3 separate regions of the Bos taurus genome follow, and all the other regions are linked to region 3. A link is a contact called in public Hi-C data. All regions are on one chromosome and are shown on one strand. The core of a region is the stretch at or near the end of the contact, and the rest is flanking DNA. Distances in the headings are between cores, read along the strand shown.

Region 1 (4,046 bases), core at 844-3,343, 67 kb before region 3:
AATACCTGGAGTAACAGGCAAATTTGGCTTTGGAGTACAGAATGAAGCAAGGCAAAGGCTAACAGAGCTTTGCCAAGAGAACGCACTGCTCATGGCAAACACCCTCTTCCAACAACACAAGAGAAGACTCTACTCATGGACATCACCAGATGGTCAATACCGGAATCAGATTGATTATATTCTTTGCAGCCAAAGATGGAGAAGCTCTATACAGTCAGCAAAAACAAGACCAGGAGCTGACTGTGGCTCAGATCATGAACTGCTTATTGCCATTATCCCAAACAACTCAGTAAAATGGGAGTGGCCAAGGACCTTACTGAAAACACCATTCTTCTCCCACAGCATGGCCCTGTATGTCCAGCTGCCCTCTCTTCCAAGGCAGTTAACCCTGCCCCCACTCTCATCTCACCTTGCTCTGCCCACATTACAGCCTCAGAAGCTCTGAGCTTTCCCATAGGGCCTCCATCAGGTTCTTCTCACTGCTCCTCCTTCCTTGCAGTCCTCATTTTTGTAATCTCCCTTTCCTTAATGCTGTTAGCACACCCTTCCTTTCAGTAGTCCCTCCTCAAACCACTGTTCCTTCTTCCTCTAGATCCCCTCTCCATTCTCTCCACTCCCAGACTTCTCCCCTCTACTGCATCCCTCAAACCTCATTCCAGCGCAGCTTTTCCCCCACGCATCCCTAACCTGCATTTAGAGCTCCTCTCCTCAGCCCAACCAGCCACCCCAGGTCTGGCTACCCCTGCTCTGCTCCCACCATCTTCCTGCCTCCTAATCTCTGCTCTTTGGGACCTGGGCTCATGTTTTAAATCTCTTTCCTTTTAGTACAACTCTGTCTGGAGCCATGATTCTTCTCTTTCACAGCTGTCTTTCCCCCACCCCATTTATATGCTAGTTTCTTTTTTAAATGTATAAAAATAAACAAGTGTCACTTGAAACAAAACTATTAAGTAAACAGTACAGGTGGTACTTGGATATGAGATGCACCACTCATAAACTTTTAATCTTCAAGGATCGTGCCTTAAGTACCCATTGCCAGTCAAAGATGCTCACTAGAAGTTATTTATAAAGTAACTTTTTGGTTTAAAATCCCATACTCTAAGAGGGAAGGACAACATATATGAAACTTCCATAGTGGTGCAGCGTGTAGGAGAGTAAAACTTAAATGGAACTCAGAAAGAAGTAAAGGGATAGAATAAGCAGTGGCTCTCAAACCAGGGCCTCCACAGGATCTTACATTTTCATTTTGAAACTGACGGTCTATGTCTAGTGACTGGAAAGTCACAGAGATGTAGGCATACCATCATAGTGAGCTAGGGGAGGAAACTGAAGGGAAAATCAATTTCTAAACTGAAAACAAATCGGACTTCAACTAGGACTTTCAGAGTTGTGCTAAGCTTTGCTCTGGGTGTTTCAGTGCTTTCTCTTTCTGTTGGCAGAGGAGGAGGGCTGCAGGACTGGAGGACTGGGCTGGCCTACAGCCTGTTCTTCATCCTGAGTGAATGAAGTCTTACTATTATATTCTCCAGCAAAGGCTGCACTACTTGTTGTGAGGCTTATGGGTAAAGTTGCCAGAGAGCAATCCAGTTACCAAACTCAGCCCCAGTCCTCTCATGTACAGTTTTCGAAGCAAACCCTCAAACCTAGTTGGATCTAGAAGAAGACGCGGAGAGAAGCGGCCCACAAGCGAAGCCTGCAGCATGCCTTGCACTGAATCCCTTATGGGTTCGGTGAGGACACAGGCCCTGAGGCCAGGCACTTGCCCTGACGGTGAGGGGATAACGTCTGGAGTCTCGGAGCACTGATCCAGCCTGAGGTGACTGCCTTTTGGAGCCTCGGGTATCCATGCCCACTTATCCATGCCTACTTTAAGGCCAGAGCAGGGAAGCCGGAGCCGGACGGCCGGACCCGGACCTCGAGTTACCGTAAACCGCTCGGGAGCTCTCTGGGTGGCGCCTCCGGGCCTCGCTGCTCGGGGCGGGGCTCGCGCTGTGACGCCGCCCCCCGCCTCGCCCCGCCCCGCGCGTGTTGCCAGGGTGATCAGGTGACTCCGCGCTCGCGGCGCTCGGGGAGGCCGTGACGTCAGGCGAGCCTAGTCACCTCTCTTGCTCCTTGGCAGGTGCGGCGCCACTTGTGCGGTGTCGTCAGGTTCCAGCGGGTCCCGGCCGAACCAGTGCTCAGCGGATTCGTAGAGAGGAGAGGTGAGGCCCGCGGTGGACCCGGGCCCAGCCAAGCTGGGACCAAGGAGGGGGTTAGGCGCGGGCAGCGCCCTTCCGGGCTTTTGCGCACCCCCGAGCTCCCCAGAGGGCGCCGGGAAAGCGACGGGCTCCCGGGCGCTATGGGCGGACTCGAGCCGGGAAGCGAGCAGAGCTGGGGGAGAGGCCGGGAGCCGGCGGAGCTGTTGGAGCCGGCCTGATACACACCCCAGCGCTTAGCGGCTGCTCCTCCGGGTCCAGTCGCAGCGCCGCTGGCTGAGGCTGGGAAGATCCCGCACTGCCCGCCGGGGCCTCTGGGCCGAGGACTTAGGGGCTCCGCGTAGCGAGGAGTCGGCTGACTGAGAGCTAGGCTTGCCACACCCGGTCTCGAGGGACGTCTGCGGGAGGCGTCCGCGTCTCTTCGCCTTGAGCTGCGATTTCTAGAGTGCTGCGGGCGACCCACTCCATGCGCAGAACCGAGCCTGCTGGGGACGCGAGGCCCGGCGGGAGCTGGGACCAGAGGTGTTCAGAAAAGATGTTTCAGTCCTGTTGAATGCGGTTGATAGAAATGTGAATAGACCTGTTGGGGGGAGTGAAATCTGAGCGGAGCCCCAAGGGATGGGGCTAATCTCCGGCAGCTGTGGGGGTTGGAAGAGTAGGGGGAGGGAACGGGGACCTCTGGGAAAGAGACCTTGAGCTGGAAGTAAAGGAAAGACTTACTGGATTGAGTGCTAGGGAGGTTTTGGGGTCGGAGGAGAAGTTTGGAAAGTTAGGTTAGGGCCCATTTGAAAAAACTTTTGAGTGCTTAGCTGAGGGTTTGTGGGTGGGAGCCCATTGAAGCGTCGGCTGGATTGCGGTAGGGGGAACACTGGTATGGGGAGACTGAGGAGGCTGTTGTGACAGCCTGGAAAAGAGATGACAACGCCTAGAACTCTAATCTGTTGGGATTCTGGAAACCTTGCTTCGGAAATGTTTGTAGGAGACAGGGATGGGGGCGTAGGCAGCCAGGTGCCAATTATCCTAGATTTTTAAATAATTCCTTCTTCTGAGGGAAAAGAAGCACCCAGCTGCCTTCTCTTATCTCATTTGATCCGATCAGTTATGACTGTTTACGGGATTTGCCTTCCTCCATATGCATTGAGGTTGTATTGTCCACAGCACTTAACCCTTTAGAGGTTTCAGAGTGTTCTACAACACCTCTTATACCTTGCTGCTGCTGCTGCCAAGTCGCTTCAGTCGTGTCCGACTCTGTGCGACCCCATAGACGGCAGCCCACCAGGCTCCCCCGTCCCTGGGATTCTCCAAGCAAGAACACTGGAGTGGGTTGCCATTGCCTTCTCCTAGGTGAAACCCAAAGTGCAAGTGAATGATAGGAGATTTAATGGCACAGAAGTTCTTGAAGGATAATCAGTGCCCAAAACATGAATATGGGGGCACTGGGGAAGCTGAAAGGAGTTCCATGCTCTTTGTTAATTGTAGAACAGATTCCCCCCTTCCTACCTACTACTTTCAGTGTGTGGGCTTTCCAGGTAACGCTGCATAAGTGTTAATTGGCCATTTTTGTCTTAAATTCTTAAGAAGTGAGAAGAAGATATTTTGATTATTGAAGAGGAATGATTGATGTACAATTTTTTACAACTCTGAAATTTACTGATCCTGTGGAGGGGGGGAATTAAAAAAACAAAAAACAAAACAGCTGTCCCTTTTATATTGAATCTTCCACAAACTTCTCTTTTCTGGAGGAAGTGAAATAGCTGAAACTTCTCACCAACTTGTTTTGTATTTGCTTGACTCCAGAAAACAGAATTGAACCTCCAGGGATCCTGTACAGTAAAAGCCAGTTGAGGGAAT
Region 2 (3,891 bases), core at 1,165-3,664, 110 kb after region 3:
CATGCAGGTTGGGATCTGAAATGTGGTCTCTGGACTCCATATCCAGTGCTCTTCCCCAACACACTAAGCTGCCTCATACACCCCAGCAGTGTCCTCCTCCAGACAAGCCCAGAGCACTTGGGATGCTGAGCCAGGAACCAGACAATGAATGGGCTCTGAAGTCAGCAGAATGGTGCTCGAATTACAGCCATGTGATCCTGGGCAAGTCCCTTAATCTCTCTGAACCCTGAGGTTCTTGGTAAAAAGTGAACAGGCGTTCCTATTTCAGAGGGTTGCAGCAGGATTAATTAATTCACAATAACATGTTAAGTGACTAGAACACAGAAGACACTTAGTAAATGGTAACAGTTACTTATTTCAGGTGACAGGATCCCTAGACTTGAAAAATAGTCTTTGCCCAGCAAACCTGAGAAAAGAGAAGAGACAGGTGCCAATAGTCCCATAGTCCCCTGTTCCTACCGTGCAGACCCAGGCCCCTTCAGAACTCAGAAGAAGCAGATGCTCAGAGGAAATTAGTGACCACAGTTGTGGTGAAACTGAGGCAGGAGAAACGAGCCAATCATAAAAGGGAGGGAGAGAGTGACAGGGTGACAGTCAGGCTCCTGCTGGGGAGAGGGAGCAGTGAGTCAGGTCTGCGAGGTATGAGGAGCAGCTGTGTGGGTGGAGAGTGAGTCACAGCCCAGCTCTGCCCTTCCTAGGAGAGGGCCAGGAGAATCCAGGTTGTTCAGGCCAGGGGTGATCCCCGCCCCCTTGGAGGGCTACTGTGAAAGGATGGAAGGTGAGAGCCCAGCCTCAGCTTTGGAGTGGACAGCACCTAAGGTAATCCCTGGGTAAGGAAGAAGAAGAGTGGCAGAGAAGCAGGCAGAGTTAGAACAGGTGGGTATCTTTCCAACCAAATATAGTCATTCCGGGGCTCCAGGGCTCAGTCCCTGCTCCACCCTCAAGAATCTCTGCAGGTGACTGGGGGCAGGGAAACAGGCAATACTGGAGGCTCTGGACTCTGCCCTGCACTTGTATGTACTTGGCCACAGCACCTTTGCTGGTTGAAGGATCCCACCTGGCCCTTCCTCCTCTGGAGCCCCTCTCAGGGCCTCCAAGTGGTCAGGAAGTATCCAGGCTTGTGAAGGATTTGTGGACACCCAGCATATCAAAACAGCTCTCTAGGGTCCCAGTGCTCGCCATTCACAGCCTCCCCAAGAGGTGCCGGCCTCACCTGGCAGGACCAAGTGTTCCTCATTCCCCACTGTTTCCCCAACCTGGAGACAGGTGGATGCAGGAGACTAATCCTGCACACCTGGTATGTGCCTAGCACCTCCACATCTGTGATTTTATACATAATAGTCAATTAATGTGGAAATTAGATCTTGTGCACATTTTTATATAGAAACTCTAGGGAAAGCATCTCAACCAGTCCTTGTTCCTGTCACCTAGCTTACCTCAGAGAAGAACACACAAAACCCAAGCACCTTGCCTGTCTCAATTTGCCCCCAAGTATGCAGAAGGGCAGCAATGTGGCATGTGAGACCCGAGGACAAAAAAGATAACAGGACCTACGTTCTAGGATCCCCCAGGGAGCTTGTCAGGCCAAGAGGCTTTTCCTTGAAGTCCTCTCTTGAAAAGCTCCAAACCACAACTGTGCCCAATCGGCATAAATGCCAGATCCTATGATACTTCAACTGACCACCAGGGTCCGAAGATGGGCAGCCCCCACACGCACCTCTGAAAAGGTCCAGGTTTGCCTCTTCCAAGTCCAGGACTTCCCGGCCTTGGCCACCTCCCGCGGGCAGCAGCTGGTCCGTAGATTGAGTAGGGGTGTCCAGATTGCTGGTTCCAGCAGCCAGGCCTCTCCGAAGCCGCTCCAGGCTCTCGCCAGTCACCAACGCCGAAAGCACTGCGGGTAAGGGGCGAGGCCGCCTCAGACCCCCAGCCCAGACCCCAGTCGCCATGCACCGCGGCCGGCTCCCGCAAGCCAGGGAGCACGGGCCCCACCAAGTGGCTCGCGCCGGGGACGCTGCAGCGATCTTCCCCCGTGCCCCCAGCAGAGTCCCCATCCCCCCAGACCTCCGGGAGCGGCGGCAGCCCGCTTACCTGCAGCAAGAAAGAGCTTCAGCACCACCGACGGCAGCAGCTTCATGGTCCCGGACTCGGCGGAGGCGAGGCAGCAATCACTTTGGGGGGCGGCGACCACCGGACGCTGGCACGGGAGACGGGCGGGAGAAGCTCTGGAGATCCCGGCGGGCACGGTCGGCTGCCGGCCTCTGGGTGCAAGCCTGCCTGGGATTTGCGCGGAGCTCGCGGCCGCTGGGCGTCTCTCTATTCACTCCGTCTGTCCGACCGCCCGAGCCCTAGTGCCTCAAGCAAGAGAGCCAGCTGCTTGCCGCGCGCAGCTCCCTGGGTCGACTGAGCACTCCTCGGCGTGCAGCCTGGAATAAGGCTTCGGGAGGCGCCGAGGCTCCGCCCCGCCCCCCGCGGCCCCCTCCCGCCTCCCGCTCTGGGATGCCGGCCGGGCTCCAGGCGCCGACCGCTCAGCCCCCGACCCCGCGGGCGCGGCGGGGAAAGGGGGCGGGAGAAAGGGGCGGCGCTCACATATTTTGGGACTAGGCCAGTGCAGCCGCGGCCTGACTGTGGGTAGGGCTGCTGACCGGCAGGTGGCGGGGACCAGTTCCTACCTTTCCCCAAATGCTGGTCCGCCGCTGCAACCTTGTGACCGCTGAGCTGCGCTTCGCCCTTGGACACCCCTCGTTTTTTCTTCTCTTCCAGGCCTGGTCTCTTCGGTTATCCGTGCTCTAAACTAGAGATCTCCGCCCATGTCTTCTTCTGAGTTTCAGAAACCTGCTTCTTTGCCTACCCACAAATCAAGGAGTAAATAATAATTAATTCATTTATCATTTAAAAATTAAACACATGAATGCCAGCAAGTGCAGCTGCAGGCATCTGGTATCAACCCAGCAAAAGCAAAGGAAGTTAGTATTCTTCCATCCACTGGAGTGGCTTCTTTCCATCTTTGTCCCAGATGACATAGTCTCCATTAGGATTTTTGAACTCTGGATTATAATTCCCAGGCTTCTGGGATTGAAGAAACACAGGCTGTGAAACAAGCCTCATACTTTTCTTTGTCTTTGAACGCCATCTTCTTCAACAGAAAAGCTGAGCCCCCTCCCACAGGACCCAGCTGGCTGGCCTACGTTGCCACCTTCAACAGGTGCCAGGAGATTGATGTGTTTCTCTAACAATCTATGTATTTTTACAGAAATCCTCTGGAGTCAATGTCCTGACCCAAAGAAATAACTCTCAGTAGGCATTTCAGCTCCCAGGGACATGCTGGGGCGGGAGTTGTATGACACAAGGCTGGGTTGGCATTCAGAGCCCTCAAATTGTGCCAGATAGAGCTGCTTGCCTGCTTCAGCCCATGTGTAGGGATAAAAACAGGCCTGCTATTTATACACAGCCTGTTCCACTCTCCCTCCCCATCCATAATTCTGCAGGAGTCCATGGGGCTCTGGCTTCTTAACTTGCCCCTAGCAACTACCCCCAGGTTTAGGTTTCCACAGTGCCCTGGAATCACTATAGACCTTAGCTGGAATCCTGACTTGGCTTCTTACTGTGTGACCTTGGACAAGATGTTTAATCTCACTGAGTCTCAGTTTCCACGTCTCTCAAATGGGAATAACAAAAATAATAATGCCTACTTTATAGAGAGCTTCTTGAAGATTGATCAAGGGAACAGACATGTTCTAGTAAATGTGCCATATTATTATCATTATTATTACTAAGCATTCTACATTGACCATTCCATTTCCTTAGAGACTTCTTTTCTCTCCCTTCCCCACAAGTCTGAGGCTTCATGTGTGGTTGGGCTGGTTTTAGGAGGAAGCTTACCTATCACCTATT
Region 3 (4,130 bases), core at 500-2,999:
TCGTGGAAGACATGGCTGAAGTGGCAGAAGGAGCAGGGCAGGCGTGAGGCCCGGGAGGGCCGGTGCTGTCACAGAGCGCGAGAGGACCAAGGCTGTGCCGGTGCACCAGCCCGCATCCCTCCTGCCGTGGAGAGAGGAAACTGCGCCTCACCTCTCCTGCTCTTAACCTCCAGGCTCCAGTGAAAACCACACTCCCTTGACTGCCTCTATGCTCCTGGCCGCCCTTCATCCCCTACGGCAGCCCTCCCCCAGCGTATTTACCTGGTGCTCGTGGCCTTCAGAGCAGGTGGCAGAGGGGTACTGCCTTTAGGACAGCTTCCGTCCCGGGTGCAGCCCCCTTGTGCTGAGTAAAAAATGGTCCCACCGCACGTGCACACCCAAGGAAAGCTCGAGTGCATCCTCAGCCAGCAGTGTGTTGTCTCTGGCTGCTCGGAAGGCACAGGAGCTGTCCTGGGGCCGTCTTGAGATTGTACTTATTCTTCAGATGCATTAAGATTTTTCCCTCTTCCTACCTCTTGGTCTGAGCAGGAGGAGGGCTGTTCGGCATCCTCTGATACCTCGTGCAAGGCTGGCCTTATGTTGTTTTGGATGCTGGTTTAGAAGATGGGGTGAAGACAGCTGAGCACTGACCACAGGCCTCCTGCCTCTGGCAGAGCTGTCACCTCCACCGGGGGCACTCCCGGGGCGGCGCTGGGCTGTGGTGGTCTCAGCAGTAAAGGAGCAGCATGGGGTGCCCACCATTGGTCTGAGCCTGCACAAGAGGCCAAGGTGCAGCTTCCTTCGTTTCTGGAGCAAGAAGGCCCGAGATGTCAGAACTGTCTGGAAGGCCCCGGTCTGTTGTATTTGCTTCTCCTTACTAGCTTCCTGGGCTGGGACTGCAGACAGATGCAGGCACAAGGACTAACAGCCTGCTAAGGCTCAATTACCACTTCAAAGCCCTTGATTAATCATTTAAAATGTCTGAGCTGAGCAAGCCGAGGTTTCAGATTCCAGGATGGGGCTGACTGAGAACTGGAGCCTTTGGCTAAGAGTCTCCACTCACATTCCTGCCCGGGTCCCTGTGTGGCCTGGAGCCTGCTTGCCCACTGCATGCCCAGAACCAGGGTTCTGAGTAGCCCATGTGAATACCTGTTCCCTGGGTGTACACTACGGTAGTCCTAGAATTTGGGACTGCTGGTTGGTGTGGCTGGTGGCCCCGGAGAAGACCCCAGGGCTCGGTGAGCAGGCAGCTGGGCCCAGGGGGCTGCGTGCCTCCAGGCATCTTGCATCTGTCTTCTCTGCTTCCAGCTGAGGCAAGACAGTGGATGAGGATCCTCTGCCAGAGTCTGCTCAGCGCCCCTGGGCCTTTCTGACCGAGGCTGGGCCTCCAAGTCACACACATGCTCACACCCCCTTCCCTCTACATCCCCCAACCCCTACACCACCACTACTCACGCCGTCTTTTGCACCTGCATTCACGTGGCAACTCTGAGTATTGGCCCCACTCCTGGAATGGGGCTGAGGACACTGAAGGTTGGTACAAAAGGGCCGTGTCGGGGCAAGGCAGACAAGCTGGTGAAGGAACCTCTAGACCTGCTCTCCAACTCAACCACAGTTTTCTGGAAATTGAGAGTCTGTTCAGTCCCTTTCCTGGGACCAGGGCACAGGCTGAATAAGGTGGCCTTGACTCCTGAGATACTACACAGCAAATGGGGCGGTAAGCCTTTTGGTTGCTATGTGCGTGGGCCCATCTGTAAAGGCCTGCCTGCGTTAGCAGGAGCTGGTGCCCAGGCTGGCCACAAGGGGGCACTGGACCCCTCAGTAGGAGCGCTGTGTGCGCAGCCCCTGCACACACCAGACCCTGCACACACCAGACCCAGTGCCCCTCACTGGGCACTGACTGCTCCCACTGCACTTTTGATCCCTCTCCATTGTTCCTTCCTTTAAAAGAAAAAAAATTTTTTTTAAATTCTGGAATAATTGTAGATTTACAGACGAGTCAGAAATAGTACAGTTGCTGTGTACTTTTGATCCAGCCTCTCTTAATGTTTAACATCTTACATAACCATGGTCCTGCCACCCCCACCCCCCATGCTCAGCTCGCCAGTACAGGCCAGTTGCCAGAAAGGCTCATGTGGCCTGGGTGTGGAAACACATGCGTTAGAATCCTCTACGCCCCAGTTCCTTCTGGGGAACCAGTACGGCCAGCGAAGCTGTGGTGTATATACAGTGCCCTGACTTAAGGTACCCAGGGAGGCTGTCCTGGCCCAGGACTCGGGCAGCAGGGCTGCATCCTGACTGCTGAGCTAGGGCAGTGTGGGAGCTCTCGGGGGGAACGGGGGTTCACCACTGCAGGGCAGGGATGGGGAGGGGTGGCAGAGTAGAGGATGTGAGGAGCAGAAGCCTCGAGGTGGGGTGGGGCCCGAGGCAGACCAGACCCGCTGCTCAGTGCAGCAGGCCTCTCTGAAGGAGCAGTACCTCAGACTGCGCAGGTAGGCAGGGCACCTAGGAAGATTCAGTTATAAAATACGCAGTTTCCGGGCCCCACAGTGGGTGCTGTGAGGCCTTCCTCAGAGCTTTCTCCTGTGCCCGTCATCCCTGCTTTGGTGATGGGAAGCAAGCAAGGAAATCACTTCACTCCTACCTCCAGACCTACTTTACCAAACAGACTCCTCCACACCCCCGCCCCCGTCTTCTCTACAGTCTGGGGGGATAGGTTCTGTCCTCAGCTAATGCGAAGGAAAAAGACATAATAAGGGCTTTGGAAGACTCAGTGCTCCAGGAAATAACTGACCGGGTTTCTAAGGTAGGTACAGCACTAACTACCCCCATCAAGGCTGACGCAGCCCTCGGGCTTGAAGTTCTGTTTTTTCTTTAAGCCAGACTGACTATTTCTAACCTCTGTAACCACTGTCTGGGGGTAATCAGCTGAGTCTCTCCACTGCACCAGGCTGTGGAGGACGTCATGTGAAATAAGCCCTGGCTAGGACAGATGTGGACAAGAGGAGGAAGGTGACAAGAGGAAGCAAGACGGAGACATCTTTGTTTTCCTGACGAAGCTACCTGTGGGTCAGTGGTTCTGACAGGAGGAAGGGCTGGGAGTGGGGAAGCCGGGAGCAGACAGGTGTCCTGTGGGGCTGTGAAGGCCCTCAGCATAGGTTGGGGCACGTAGTGAGCACCTCGTAAAGGCAGCTTGCGAGAGACTGCAGGGCCCAGCACACAGGAGCCCAGCCCTGGGCTAGGTCTCTGGCCTGGGTCCAACAGGCTGCCTTTGCAGGGGAGGGAGCCTTTCCGTCCTCAGGGCAGCAGAGCCAGTCCCCTGTCAAGGAGAATGCAACCAGAGATTAGGCAAGGGAAGCCACAGCCAACCCCTGTCCAGCGCTACCCCTGCAGGATCAGGGGAGGCTGGGAACCTGGGTCGGTCATTGGGGCAGAAATGGCAGGTCGCCCTGCCTGGGGCTTTCCTGCTCTGGTGACCCAAGTTGGGTGTGCGATGGCTGGTGAGAGAAGACTGTCCTGGAGCCCACTCACTCCTCTGCTCCTCCTGGTCCCTTTGCTATCTTAGTTGGGGCCTGGGCTCACATTCCTGCTCTGGCTGTTTCTGTGCTTCAACAAGAGACCTGACCTCTCTGAGCCTCGAGTTCCTTACCTGTGAAATGGGAACATCCACCACATAGTTCCACATAGGTCATGTGCCTTATCAGGCTCTCTTCTTTTTGACTAGGCTCCCCTGGTGGTGGGTCTTGACTCCCAGACCCTGAACAGCTTTTCCTGTGTTGCTGAGTGGGGCCAAATGAGATTTAGACCTGTGCCATGAGAGAAGGGAAAGGGCTCTCTCTGTGGAGGGCAGCTGATACAACAGAACTTGGACAAGCTCACACTACCCAGCATGTTCTAGCTACTATATACCAGGCTCTAGAGAGAGGAGCTGCCAAGCGAGGAGGTATAAAAACAGATATGCAAAAATAGAACTGAAAGACGATTGCCCAAGGATTGGTTTAACTTAGAAGACTCATGTATTCATGAACTTGCAAAAAAAAAAAAAATTTAAGATCCTTACTGCTTTATAACTTGAGTTTGATGATGGTAGCTGTTTTGAGATTTTCTTAAAAGTGTCTGCAGATCAGGCCACAGTCAACCATCAGATATTC

What was found. A called contact is a pair of places that touch in the nucleus more often than the background predicts.
Region 1: a contact with region 3 is called in a Hi-C map of skeletal muscle, with 4 times the contacts expected there. The contact joins the promoter of CYSTM1 here to the enhancer-like site in region 3. A contact is called at or near these places in 3 of 11 Hi-C or Micro-C datasets (liver, skeletal muscle and an unstated tissue).
Region 2: a contact with region 3 is called in a Hi-C map of blastocyst, with 2.6 times the contacts expected there. The contact joins the promoter of HBEGF here to the enhancer-like site in region 3.

Annotation. Positions count from the first base shown.
Region 1 is chr7:51,362,476-51,366,521 of ARS-UCD2.0, forward strand. CYSTM1 (cysteine rich transmembrane module containing 1) reads left to right here and starts at 2,094. Exons shown (of 3, transcript NM_001078164.1): 1 at 2,094-2,201.
Region 2 is chr7:51,542,369-51,546,259 of ARS-UCD2.0, forward strand. It overlaps HBEGF (heparin binding EGF like growth factor), which reads right to left and starts at 2,415. Exons shown (of 6, transcript NM_001144090.1): 1 at 2,089-2,415; 2 at 1,718-1,891. The coding sequence starts at 2,134.
Region 3 is chr7:51,429,877-51,434,006 of ARS-UCD2.0, forward strand. All of the region lies in intron 2 of CYSTM1 (cysteine rich transmembrane module containing 1), which reads left to right. It overlaps LOC132345757 (a long non-coding RNA gene), which reads right to left. Exons shown (of 2, transcript XR_009495279.1): 1 at 262-4,130. Among named protein-coding and RNA genes, the nearest start is that of CYSTM1, 67 kb to the left of the region's middle. Within about 2 kb of position 1,750, at least 29 of the 102 cell types and tissues checked have an H3K27ac peak or open chromatin away from gene starts, as enhancers often do. A contact at or near this core is called in blastocyst, liver and skeletal muscle, where this site is marked.